Linked DNA regions of Mus musculus: regions 1, 2 and 3 are each linked to region 4. The links are chromatin contacts, called in public HiChIP or PLAC-seq, Micro-C and promoter capture Hi-C maps. All regions are on one chromosome and are shown on one strand. Each heading gives the region's core, a stretch centred on a gene start, on an enhancer-like site or on the middle of the called end of the contact. The rest is flanking DNA. Distances are from core to core; before and after follow the strand shown. Region 1 holds the start of Chga (chromogranin A). Region 2 holds the start of Prima1 (proline rich membrane anchor 1). Region 3 holds the start of Fam181a (family with sequence similarity 181, member A). Region 4 holds the start of Unc79 (unc-79 homolog).

Region 1 (2,724 bases), core at 94-2,593, 390 kb before region 4:
ACCTTCTCCCTTAGGGGGCGTTTGGCTGGCTGCTCCCTCCCCTGGAGAGAGAGCTCCCCCTCTACACAGGTTCTGGCTCACTTTAAATGCCACCTCCTGGTAAGGCCTCCTCAGAACCAGCCTCTTCAATGTATTCCTGTCCCTCACTAGAACTCCGCCCGCTTCTCTGCTTTATGCTCGTAGCATGGCCACTACCCAGCACAGTGTACATCTTGTTTCTTTCTCTGGAAAGGGAATTCTATAAGGGTTGGGTTTGCTGTTTTGTTTACAGCTGCGTCTTTGGCACCCAGCACAGCTGAGTGGTTCTAAGCCCACGTCGATGCTTAACACATGGTTGTTGAATGAATACACGCGAAGCCGGTTCTCATTTAGGGGCATGAGTAGGCAGAGGTGTGGGCAGGAAGCAGGAAAGAGCGGAAACAGGTGCGGACAGAAAGGAGGGGCTCTGAAGGATGCCAGTCAGTGCCAAACTGTCATCCAGATACCAGGTTCACTGTGGCCCTAGGCCCAGGCTGCACGGGGCTTCCCATGTGGTCTGCCCAGGGTGAGAGCAGAACTGCGGTGGGCGGGGCAGAAGGAAACCAACCAGGAAGCAGGGTTGCACCCAAATTATCCAGGTTTTAAGTACATTTAAGAGACAAGGCTGGGCTGTTGAAGGCAGAGGTGTCCCTGGGGTGCTGGACTAGGACTGACCACTTCTGTTTTAGTTTAATGGTGAGAACTGCCTCACACTGCTACCTGCCTTACTTGCCCCTTGAGAGCTGTGAGCCTAGGACCCACCCATGTGTGGGTTGGACCTTCAGTCCACACACTGAACGTGTGTGAAGCCACTGGTTGTCAGCGCAGGGCTCTCGGCACTGAGGAAGCAGTGACCACTATCCCCTATCAAATAACAATTAAATACACACAGAATGCGAGGCACACAACTGAGTTTCAGGAGAGGCCTCGCTCAGGCAAGGGGTTCAAGAGGCTTCTGTGGGACCCGCTGGATGTTCCAGGGAGTTCTTAAAGATGGGCGTGCCTCCAGCCAAGTGAAATCAAGAGAAAAGTACGCGAAGTATAGGAAAACTCAGCAGTCTGGAGAGGTAAATAGGGGAGGAATCCGAGGCTCAGAGACAGGAGTGACTTGCCCACGGACGCACAGCAAGTTGGCAGGTGGAGTTTCAGCTGTGCCACCTTCTGAAGCCGGGTACCCTTTACAGCCACCAGATACAAGCGGGATAGAGACAGCTGATGGAGAAGCTGGAGGTGGGGGGCGGGACCCCGAAGGTGGGGAAAGGGCGCGGGGGGGCGGTCCTATGACGTAATTTCCTGGGTGTGTGCGCGCGTGTGCGTGCGTGTGCGTGTATATAAAAGCCGGCATAGCATTGCTGCTGCTGCCGCCGCCACCGCCACCATCACCGCTGTTACCACCACCGCTACTGCAGTGTTCCCGCTGGTGCAGAGCTTTGGTAGCCAGACTACAGACCCACTCCCGCCATCCTCCTGCAGCAGCTCGTCCACTCTTTCCGCACCGTCCGGCTCGCTATGCGCTCCACCGCGGTTCTGGCGCTTCTGCTGTGCGCCGGGCAAGGTGAGCGGCTCCGGGCTGGGCAGCACGATCCCCTCTCTTGCCCCAGGTCCCTAGAGGAGCCGGAGGATTCAGCACCTCGGACAGCACCAGGTCTCCTGCTTGAGTCCAGGCGCAAGACCCATAATGTTGGCTATGGTCGCCCACCACACCCGAAGAAACTATAAAGCCTGACCCAACCCCACTGGGCAGACCATCCCCACCCATGTCCGCACACCACCCACTGGTGCTCTGGCTCCACGCCGACCAAGGTCACTGGGGGGAGATAGGGGACTGGCGCGGGCTTCTCAACCCCTCTCCTGTCCTTCCACCCTCCAGCCTGTCCTTGATCTCTTCCCTCACCCCTGCTCTTTCCCGCCACGTCTGGGGTTTCTCCCCTTGCCTGCCTCTGTTCCTATCTCAGTCCCACTACATGGCTGGGCCTGGGCTTGTTTTCATTGAACTTGATTTCAGCTCTGTATTCCCATGGGGAAGGGTTGAGGCTCTTCAGTGCAGCCTCTGAGCCCAGCCCCCCCCCGGGGGTGCAGCATGGAGGGGGGGATAGCAGAATCAGTGCTGCTAACTTATTTGGGTTTTGAGGGTGTGTTGGTTGGTGGGTCCCTTGAGCCTCCCGCAGGGAAGGACTGGGGTTCCCTCGTTGCAGAGAGATAGCCCCAATTAGCAATCTCAAGTGCTCTCTCTCTCGCTCTCTCTCTCTCTCTCTCTCTCTCTCTCCAGTTTTTGCCCTTCCTGTGAACAGCCCCATGACAAAAGGGGACACCAAGGTAAGAAGGAATGTTGGGGTACCCTGGGAGAGGAAGGGTTCCCTGTGGACTCCTCAGGGCCAATCCTTGGGCAGCTGCAGGAAAGAGTCTGGCATAGAGCCAAAAGGCAGCACTGCAGCGGCTGAGCCTGCACAGGGGACAGCTTGCACAAGAAGACATCAAAGATCTCTTGCTTTTGTTGCTGCCCAGCTACAGTGACTTCCCAAGGGGCCCATGTCTCACCCGATGAGTCCTGGGACCAGGGACACTGGTCTGAGCCATGACCATAGCTTCTCCTGCCCTAGGTGCACAGACCTGCCTGGCTGTCACCTCTCTTTGTCATTCCTCTTCTCCTACCCTCACTCTGCCCAGAGCTTCCTCTGGCAGTAAGAAAGAAGCCACATCAGATGC
Region 2 (2,700 bases), core at 177-2,676, 290 kb after region 4:
GACTGGTCAACGGGGGTTTAAGGGCAGGACTAGAGAACATCCCATCCAATCACCTCGAGTAACTGGAGTTAGTGGGGGCTTGGTCTCTGTCCTGAAGACTGGGAGGTCAAAGGTGAGGGTTTGTCCTCCAGCAGTCTTGACAGACTGTGTTTTGCATGAATCGTGGGTCACCATCCACCTCCCCAGCCACCACTTAGAAGAAACACAGCCCTTACCCCAGGTTGGAGACAGTTAGTTGGAAGGCTAATTTGAAGTTTAGGGGTCGAATCTGGTAGGAAACAAGGCACCACTGTGGGATTTTTTTTTTGGGGGGGGGTTGGGTTTTTTTTGGTATTGTTGTTTGTTTGTTTATAAGTTTGTTTCTTTCCATAAAAGCTGCAGTAGAGTTCACTATGAGGTCTTAGCACCTTCCTATATCACGTTCATTCAGTACTGCAGGCCTTAGGCCACAACTGAGACTCTTTGCAAAGTTTCTTATTTTTTTTCAGGGTCAGAGCATGTTATACTTGACCAGTTTTTCTTCCTCCCCAAGTATCCCCAAGACCACTCAGTAGGTGGCTGTAGGGGGAGCTCTGAAGTGACCCTACCCCCTTCCCAGGAGGCCTCTGCCCGCTTCTCACCTGAACTAAACCCCAGAGTGGGTGCAGCGCACAGTGCAGCAGAAGTGAGGGCCAGCAGCAGCCATGGCGCAGCACCAGGTCCCGGAGTAGCATCTCGGCCTGCGGCGCCCACTGGTGAGCTAACTGTCAAGGGAGCAAGGCTTGAGTCAGGTGGACACTGCATAAACCATAGCACCAATTCAAGAACCAACTCGATGAGGACTCACTTGCCCCGCACTTTGGGGCACCTGCGCAAAGCAAGTCTTCATCTTCCTTCCAGTGCGCACACACTTGCTGACTCTCGGTGCTTCCCAGAACTCACACCTACCTATCCTGGAGCACACCCCCTCCCCTTCAGAATACCGCATGCACACCTTGATCCCGTGCACACCCCCAGAAACATCCAAACACACTTATTGAACCTCATACAAACCCAGAAACGGCCATGCACAACTCTGACTAGGAGTACGCTTCAAACCCAGAGTGAATCACTCACTCTGCGCGCGCACGCACTGTGACCCCCATGCACCGCCACCGACTCCCGTCCGCACACTTGACTCTGCTTGCACAGTACCACCAAATCACTCGCTGCATGTAGTCTTTCTGCCCCAGGGACTTCAGTGCGCACACTGTCTCATAGGCACCTCCGTACGTGCCCCCATTTGCCGCCCAAACCCCAGCTCCTGTTCCCGGGCAGGCGTAGGTTTTCCTGCACGCCCCCATCACCGCCCGCACCCCTCCGATGCCTCACGCCACCTTGCCTGGTGGCGACCCCCACCGATCGTCGACACGGAGAAGGGAGGTCAGGGTTGCCCCCACAGCAGCTCTGCTCTCAGCAGCCGGACGGCCCCCATTTAAAGCCAGCCGCCTCCCCAGTCCCCCGCCCTCTAGGCGGGGCCTCTAAGCTCACCCTGGCGGCTGCGCGCGCGCTCGGGGGCTTCACTTGCAGAGGACGAGCGCGGGGCGCTGGAGCAAAAGTTTGCGCGCTGCTTGGGCCTCCAGGGCAGCTGATCTGGGAGACCGGGGCGCGGCGCACTCGCACGGAGCTCCAGGCTCCGCTTGGCCGCGCGCGGGCCGGGAAAGGCGGCCACTTCCGAGGTCGGGCAGCCCAGGCAGAGGGTGGGGAAAGTGTCCTCGGGTCCTCCGCGAGCGGGCCGCAGGAGTCCTCCTTCAGCCCAGCCACGGGTCCCTGCGCCGCCCCGGTCCCCGCCCTTCCTGGTGGCGCCGAGCGGCTGCCCGGGGCGCAGGGTGCCCGGGGCCCGCGGGAGGCAGCGGGCGAGAGGCGCCGGCCCGGAGCACCCGCTCCGGCAGCAGGGCCGCGGGCGGAGGCGAAATAAATAATGCACGAAAAAGGAAAACAGACGTGAGCGGAGCCAGAGCCTCGCCCGCCTCCCTCCCGGGCTGCACTCCCGCCCGCGCTCCCCGCTGCCGCGGCCGCCAGCGCCGCTGCAGTGATTCCTCGTCTCCATCTAGCGAGGCTATTGTGTATTGGGCGCTTAATAATTTATTTATTCACCCTAGAGGCCGAGGACTCCCAGTGACAGTGGCAACCTGCTTCTGCTTGCCCTTCCCTCAAGTTCATCCCCCAGGCTGCGGGAAGGTGGTAGTAAGGTCTGACTAGTGGGGACCCCGTCTGTACACTATCATAGCGGCGCCCCCTTTCCCCTGTGTGTGCTGAGCTAGGATGGTGCTGGCTAGCCCTCCAAAGCAATGTGCCTGACCTCCCTCCATTTGGCAATCATGACCTCGGGACCTCTCTATTAACTCCGCTGTGTCTTAGGGGGAGTTGTGACATTTCAGGGAAAGCCTTCTCCCCAGGACTTTTCCTCCACTATCCACAAACTCCTGTTTGATGCAAGATTATCAACAAGTCGGTTCTTCAGGAAGGAGCTGGTTGCATCTCGTTCAAACAAGCTGCATGCTGCTCCTTCCTACAGGAGCCTTCCCAGGCGCCACGCAGGCGCCCTGCTCATCTGGTGATAGCGCTTTATTAAATGCTCTGATTGATGTTCCCTGGAGGTGGGGGTGTGACCATTCCAGTCAAAGTCGCAAAGAGCTGGGCAATTCTGCCTGGGGTTAGGTAAGAGAACCGGAGGCTTAT
Region 3 (2,831 bases), core at 186-2,685, 370 kb after region 4:
TGGTTACCAGGACAGGGGTCCTAATGCCAGCAGCACACCCTTGTTTGTTCTGCTCTGGCTCTGCACAGAGAGCATGTGGAGCTCTTGGAGTTAGAGCTGCAGCTCATTAGCCCTGGGCCGTCTCCTCCAGAGGAGGGAACTTAGGGCTACTCTAGACAGGTGCCTCATCCCTACAGCAGATGTCTCTTGGTGCCACTCCTAAGTCAGGGTATGCAACCATGCCTGTGGTATGAAGCTGTGGGCCACTATGCAGTCGGAGACAGAAGAAGATGACAGAAAGACAGGGAAAGGGGAGGAAAGTGGACCTGCGGGGGTCCACTGAGCTGGCTAGCATGGAGACCCTGCCCGGGAGCACTTCCCAGACAGTTCTCCTTCACCGGGCTGCTCTCAGCCTCACCTTCTTTCTGGGCATTTGATGGGCAGGGCCACGGCAGCCTGGGCTCCCTCACTTGCTCCAACTGAGCGGCCCTGCTTGCAGCCCTGCCGGCGTTGGCACGGTGACAGTAGCCAAGTGTGCAAACTTGTGCCATTGTCCCTGGGCCAGGGGGAGCCATGGAGACTAGCTAATATGACACAGGAAAATGTTTGCTGATGGCAATTCTATGGGCTTTGTCCACCTCTTTCTCCATCATGACGACTCGATTTAAGTCCCTAACTGTTTGACTACAAACGCAAGGGGACCGTGCAACGCCACCCTTTTGTCCGGCCGCACTGAATGGGCAATTCAGGCTTTGTGCAGCTCAATTGAGGAAGCAAACATAAAGACAAGATTCCTGAGAGCCTCGGCTCCCTTCCCATGGATATCCCAGCACCCCTCAGCCAGCCCGCCAGGGCTACCTTTCCCCACATCAGTGCACCTCTCAAATCCATCCCAGGGGGACCCTTCAGGAAGGACGGTTGAAAGAGGTGAGAGACACGAGGCCAGAGACAGAGTCAGAGAATGCACACTCAACACTCAAGGGCAGAGGAAAAGCAGCCCACTCCGGCTTACCCCATCCGATTGTCTGTCTGCACTGGAGCATGGCAGCTGGAGACCTGAAGTATCTGGGGAAGGTTGGGTGCCTGTCTCACTGTGCCCAGCCCTCCTTGATCCTGAATACTTTTTGCGCGCACACACACACACACACACACACACACACACACACACACACACCTCAAGAAACCAGGTTACTGAGGTCAAGGGGAGGAGTGGGTATGGAGACTGGAGAAAAGTGGGGCTGAAGGGTAGAAATTTACCGGGAAATGATTGCATTTGGGAGCTGTCTTTTTTTGTGATGGTCCCCATGGTGACAATTTGTGACGGCAAAGAATGTGGGACCGGGGCTCCGCCGCCTGATTGGGATGCTTTGTATCTGGAGAGGCGCTCCTGATTGGCCTGAGGGCCCCCCAGCTCCGGACTTGTCCTCCATTCAGCCCACTCAAGGGCTGTGCACAACTGCTTCTCAGCCTGCACGGAGCTCACTGCACGCCAGCTCGTCAGGCTTGCGGGGGTCTACGGTGGGGAACCTGCCGGCCACGTTGGCGGGGGGCCCTGGCCTTCACCTTCGGTCAGTACGGAGTCCCAAGTGGTTTGGCCTGGCTGGGTGGAGGGCAGGGCGTGAGCGGACTAGAGCCTTGGGGGAGGGGCACAGTACTGTGGGTGGTGGCCGAGGAGGCATGAAATTGCTGCAGATGCTTCTACAGGGGAGTCCCTGCGGCCGGCAGGGATGAGCCTTGAAGGCAGGTCTAGATTAAGTGCTAGACAGAGATCCTGCCTGGCCCTGTGTGAGAGTTGGGGGTGGAGCGTGGGGACTGCGGAGGGGGCGGGGTGGTGGGAGGGGAAGGCCACCACCAAGGAGGGGGAAGGGGGCTTGGCCTTCTTTAGAGGATTTCTTTGGCTTTGAAAATAAAAACTTGAATGGTGAGTCGTGCGCGCTGGCCTTCACGATGTGTGGGAGATGCGACCAACTGGGAATGTAGCCCCAGCAATGCCACTTGTAGCTGGGTGGCTTTGAGCAAGGTGTTTGCAGTTTCTGAGCCTTGACTTCCAGAAGAGGGCAACAGGCCCCAGAAGACTGAATGAGATAGTTGACACCTGTCTCATCTCAGATAGTCAAAAGGTGCTGAATAACGACTCACCAGCCCCATTGTGGATTCTGTTTGGGACAGAAGAATGGAGGATGTGTGCATTGGGTCCTGGTGGCCCTGGGGAAGGCGTAACTGCCCTGGAGAGACTCCTGCTGCCTATTGCATTCATTGTGTTCCCTAGGTCTGCCCTGTGCGCTCCTCCAGAGCCCATGCTCTTCATGGAAAGCCCTGCACAGTTCTCGTGGTGATGGCAGCTGACAGTGACGTGAAGATGCTTCTGAATTTTGTCAACCTGGCGTCCAGTGACATCAAGGCGGCCCTGGACAAGTCCGCACCCTGCCGCCGCTCTGTGGACCATCGCAAGTACCTGCAGAAGCAACTCAAGCGCTTCTCTCAGAAGTACTCGCGGCTCCCTAGGGGCCTGCCTGGCAGGGTGGCAGAGCCCCACCTGCAGAGGGGACCTGAAGAGAGGCCTGGACGGCCACCCCTCCATCCCTGTCCCCAATCCAGCCCCGGTGGGGGTGGGAGCTGCACAGAAAAGGCCCTGGGGACCCCCTTTAGGGAGGAATGCCTTTCTAAGGATCAGGGCTTCCGGGGGCTGAATCCAGAGGCTGCTAGACCCGGCCAGGTTCCCATGAGGAAGAGACAGCTGCCCGCCTCGTTCTGGGAGGAGCCAAGGCCCACTCTCAGCTACCCAATGGGGCTGGAGGTGGGCCTGGCCCCCAGGGAGGCATCTTTGTATGAGAATAAGAAAAACTGCAAGG
Region 4 (2,879 bases), core at 226-2,725:
TTTTTTGTTTTGTTTTGTTTTGATGAGAAAAATCAAAGCATAAGAAAGTGAAAGGTCGTAAGAGCACAAGAGGCAGGTCTGAAACCCAGATCGGGATTCCCCCGGGTGGGCACGACCTCAGCAGCAGCTGGTTCTCAATGTAGAGATAGATGTTCAGTGACAAACAGCAGCAACATCAGGCAGGGGGTGGGGGAATTATTTCCAAGACGTATTTCTTCCTTTGTTCTGTGTTTGTCCAAGCTACTTTTTTTTTCTTTCAAATTTCAATTACTGTTTTCTTTATTAATGCCTCCAGCTTCCCAGAAATTTTGGAATAAATCCTTGAGCTTTCCTCTAATCACACAAAACGCTTGTCATTTTCTCAGAAATGTTCATTATATTCATATTTTGTTCAGAACCACTTCCATGTATTTTGATTTTATTTACTCAAGATGAACTGTTCGCCGTCGTTCTTCAAAGAATCATTTGTCTTTCCCTGAGACGGGGCTGTGGTCTGGGGAGTAAGCAGTGGTAGAGCGCGATGGTCTCTGGGCAGGTACCTCAAGCTACCTACCAAGAATGCAGTCGGAGGGGCATCCTCAGGCGCCAAATCCCTTCCCCTTGTTCGCAGTCAAACAGCTCCACAGTACTTGCACCACGGACAGCTCCCTAGACGTCTGTTTTCTAGGCCACTTGGAATACCTTGATAATTGTTCCCAGTGTTTTGTTTTTAATAGTCAAAGATCTGGATAATTAGTACTTTTCTCAGGGAATTTACTAGTATTTCCTTAACCTACATATCATTCTTCCTGAGATGGAAGAACATTGATTTTCTTCATATTAAAAATAGCTCATCAACTTACAGTTCCTATTGCTTTTGCTAAACCAGTTTGCTATGCTTGTTGTCCCCCACCCCCACCCCCGCACCCCGCCCAGTTTTCCAAATGAACGATTTGAGTGAAGACTGGTTCTAATGACTGGCAGTTAGTCTTTCTGTTTCCGTTGTATTATTCCACTGCCCATTGATTCCGGGCGGCAGGGCGGATTTTATTGTTCCCATTTTACAGATGATGAAGAACCATAGGCTTACGGATAGCAAGCAATGGAACAGAGTCTGGGATCTGGTTCTCCTAAACCCAGGCTTCTAGTGCTTTTCTACTTTGAGGTGGACTCTCCAGGAGTCTTCCTATTAATATGCATGTTGCCCTTTTGATCGCTCCCCTTTTCCATTGGTTTCTGCTTCCCAGCAGAGAGAGGGGCTTCTCCCAGGCGCCCAGCCTGGACTGCTTGCGAGGAGCACACCTGGGTTCTTTCTGTCTCCAGTTTCTCCTCTTCCTTTTCTGTGGACCTTCCACCTTTACCATCTATGGAAATCTCCTCCTTTCCCTAGCTCCAACCCACACCCCCTCAAGTCTTCTCACAGCCCCCTGGCTTTGGGACCTCCCATCGCTGCTCAGCAGCAGGAGAGCCCATCCGCCAGGGGAGGCAGAGGGCACGGAGCGCAGCACGCCGGGAAGCCATGCAGAGGGTTACTTCTCCATTTCCTTCCTCGCAGTCCTCTGGAGCACTGTCGTCGCCCTCCGGCCCGGCTGTGTGCAGCCCGCCCCGGATCCGCCTCCCTGCCCTTCCTCCCGGAGGCTGAGACGCGCGTGGGACGCACCTGTGCTCCTCTCCGGTCACCGCGTCGAGGCGCCGGGGGCTGCTTCGCTCGCAGGATCTACGGGCCTGGAGAACGCCAATGGGGAGATCCAAATGGTCGGGGACTCCGGCACTTTAAGAGGCTTTTCTCTGGGAAACACCCGGCCCCTCCGTGCGCCTTATGAATGGAAATACTCCTCCCCCGGTCGAGCCCATTTTCCCATTTCACCAGGAGCCGCAGCTCGCTCTCTCCTTTCGGTCTCCCCGCCCACATCCACGCGGGCAGCTCCAGGAGGGGACGGACAGGAAGCCTTTGGCCGCCCATTAAATCCCACCCATTTCTCCGGGGGCGATTTCCTAACCTTCCGGGACCGAATTCTGCAATTTGATGTGCGTTTTGTCCGAATGGTAGCGACACGGGCCTAAGGGAGGGGGAAAGCGAGGGGGTGGGGGGTGGGGGGTATGCGCTCTTTTCCTCGCAACATCGCTGGCGGAGCGAGGGAGCTCACACGACACAGATTTTGGGGCAAAGCCTTTCCATCTGGACAGCACCATGTCCACCAAAGCGGAGCAGTGTAAGTAGCAGCCGGCCCGGCGTTCGGCCCGGCCTCCGGCTGGGAGCTATCGCAGCTGCGGCGTTTGCGGCTGCTGGGAGACCTTGGCATTGTGCTGGTGCGGGGGTGGGGGCTGAGGTTGGGGCGGGTGGCGGGTGGGGGGTGGAAGGAGGTGGGGGAGGGTGGACGGCGGAGGCAGCGCGGCGCTGTCCCCGGTGCTGAAAAATAATGCAGTCTACTGGGGCTAGCAGTGGGGTTCTCCAGACCGAAGACCCCGCGAGACGAAATTAAAATGGGGTCAATCTCGGGAAAAAGAGGCCTCGTATCTTTCAGATAAACATTTCGGTATCTCTTGTTGGAGTGGGGGAAGGGGGGCAGCGGCAAATCAGGGGCGGGGAACTGTCAGTTGCAACCAAAGCCTGCCTGGCCTTCTGAGCATGCCCAGTTCCTGGTGCTGGAGCCATCGGGGAGTTTGAGTCTGCAGTTTCCACTTCGGGTGGAAGAGGCAAGAAGGGAGAGAGGGGGGAGGGAACAGAGAGCAGGCTGAATTCTGCATTCAGTATAAAGAAAATTAACTCGTGCATAGCAACACTGCTCCCCTGGAGCAACTAACCTCCACTGTGTGGGGGCTTACAAGAGAGTGAAAGGGGTATTGGGAAAATGATCTAATTGATCTAATGATTTTTCCAAAGAGCAGGCTTTCTTTGT

What was found. Promoter capture Hi-C pulls out the DNA fragments that hold promoters and counts their contacts. A called contact is a pair of places that touch in the nucleus more often than the background predicts. HiChIP or PLAC-seq counts read pairs in DNA pulled down with a chosen protein or histone mark.
Region 1: a contact with region 4 is called in a Micro-C map of granulosa cells, with 2.2 times the contacts expected there. The contact joins the promoter of Chga here to the promoter of Unc79 in region 4. A contact is called at or near these places in 2 of 39 promoter capture datasets (both in liver) and 2 of 484 Hi-C or Micro-C datasets (embryonic stem cells and granulosa cells).
Region 2: an H3K4me3 HiChIP or PLAC-seq map of embryonic stem cells shows a contact between it and region 4, with 2.2 times the contacts expected there. The contact joins the promoter of Prima1 here to the promoter of Unc79 in region 4. A contact is called at or near these places in 2 of 484 Hi-C or Micro-C datasets (both in embryonic stem cells) and 1 of 115 datasets of contacts at active chromatin or transcription factors (embryonic stem cells).
Region 3: a contact with region 4 is called in a promoter capture Hi-C map of stem cell-derived epiblast-like cells, with 2.8 times the contacts expected there. The contact joins the promoter of Fam181a here to the promoter of Unc79 in region 4. A contact is called at or near these places in 3 of 39 promoter capture datasets (embryonic stem cells, neural stem cells and stem cell-derived epiblast-like cells), 8 of 484 Hi-C or Micro-C datasets (all in embryonic stem cells) and 1 of 9 other capture datasets (pancreatic islet).

Annotation. Positions count from the first base shown.
Region 1 is chr12:102,553,598-102,556,321 of GRCm38.p6, forward strand. It overlaps Chga (chromogranin A), which reads left to right and starts at 1,344. Exons shown (of 8, transcript NM_007693.2): 1 at 1,344-1,573; 2 at 2,288-2,334. The coding sequence starts at 1,528.
Region 2 is chr12:103,240,720-103,243,419 of GRCm38.p6, forward strand. Prima1 (proline rich membrane anchor 1) reads right to left here and starts at 1,427. Exons shown (of 5, transcript NM_133364.2): 1 at 1,356-1,427; 2 at 621-743. The coding sequence starts at 713.
Region 3 is chr12:103,313,524-103,316,354 of GRCm38.p6, forward strand. Fam181a (family with sequence similarity 181, member A) reads left to right here and starts at 1,436. Exons shown (of 2, transcript NM_001195726.1): 1 at 1,436-1,547; 2 at 2,249-2,831. The coding sequence starts at 2,315. It overlaps Gm29508 (predicted gene 29508), which reads right to left and starts at 1,246. Exons shown (of 3, transcript NR_136894.1): 1 at 992-1,246.
Region 4 is chr12:102,947,384-102,950,262 of GRCm38.p6, forward strand. Unc79 (unc-79 homolog) reads left to right here and starts at 1,476. Exons shown (of 49, transcript NM_001081017.2): 1 at 1,476-2,192. The coding sequence starts at 2,171.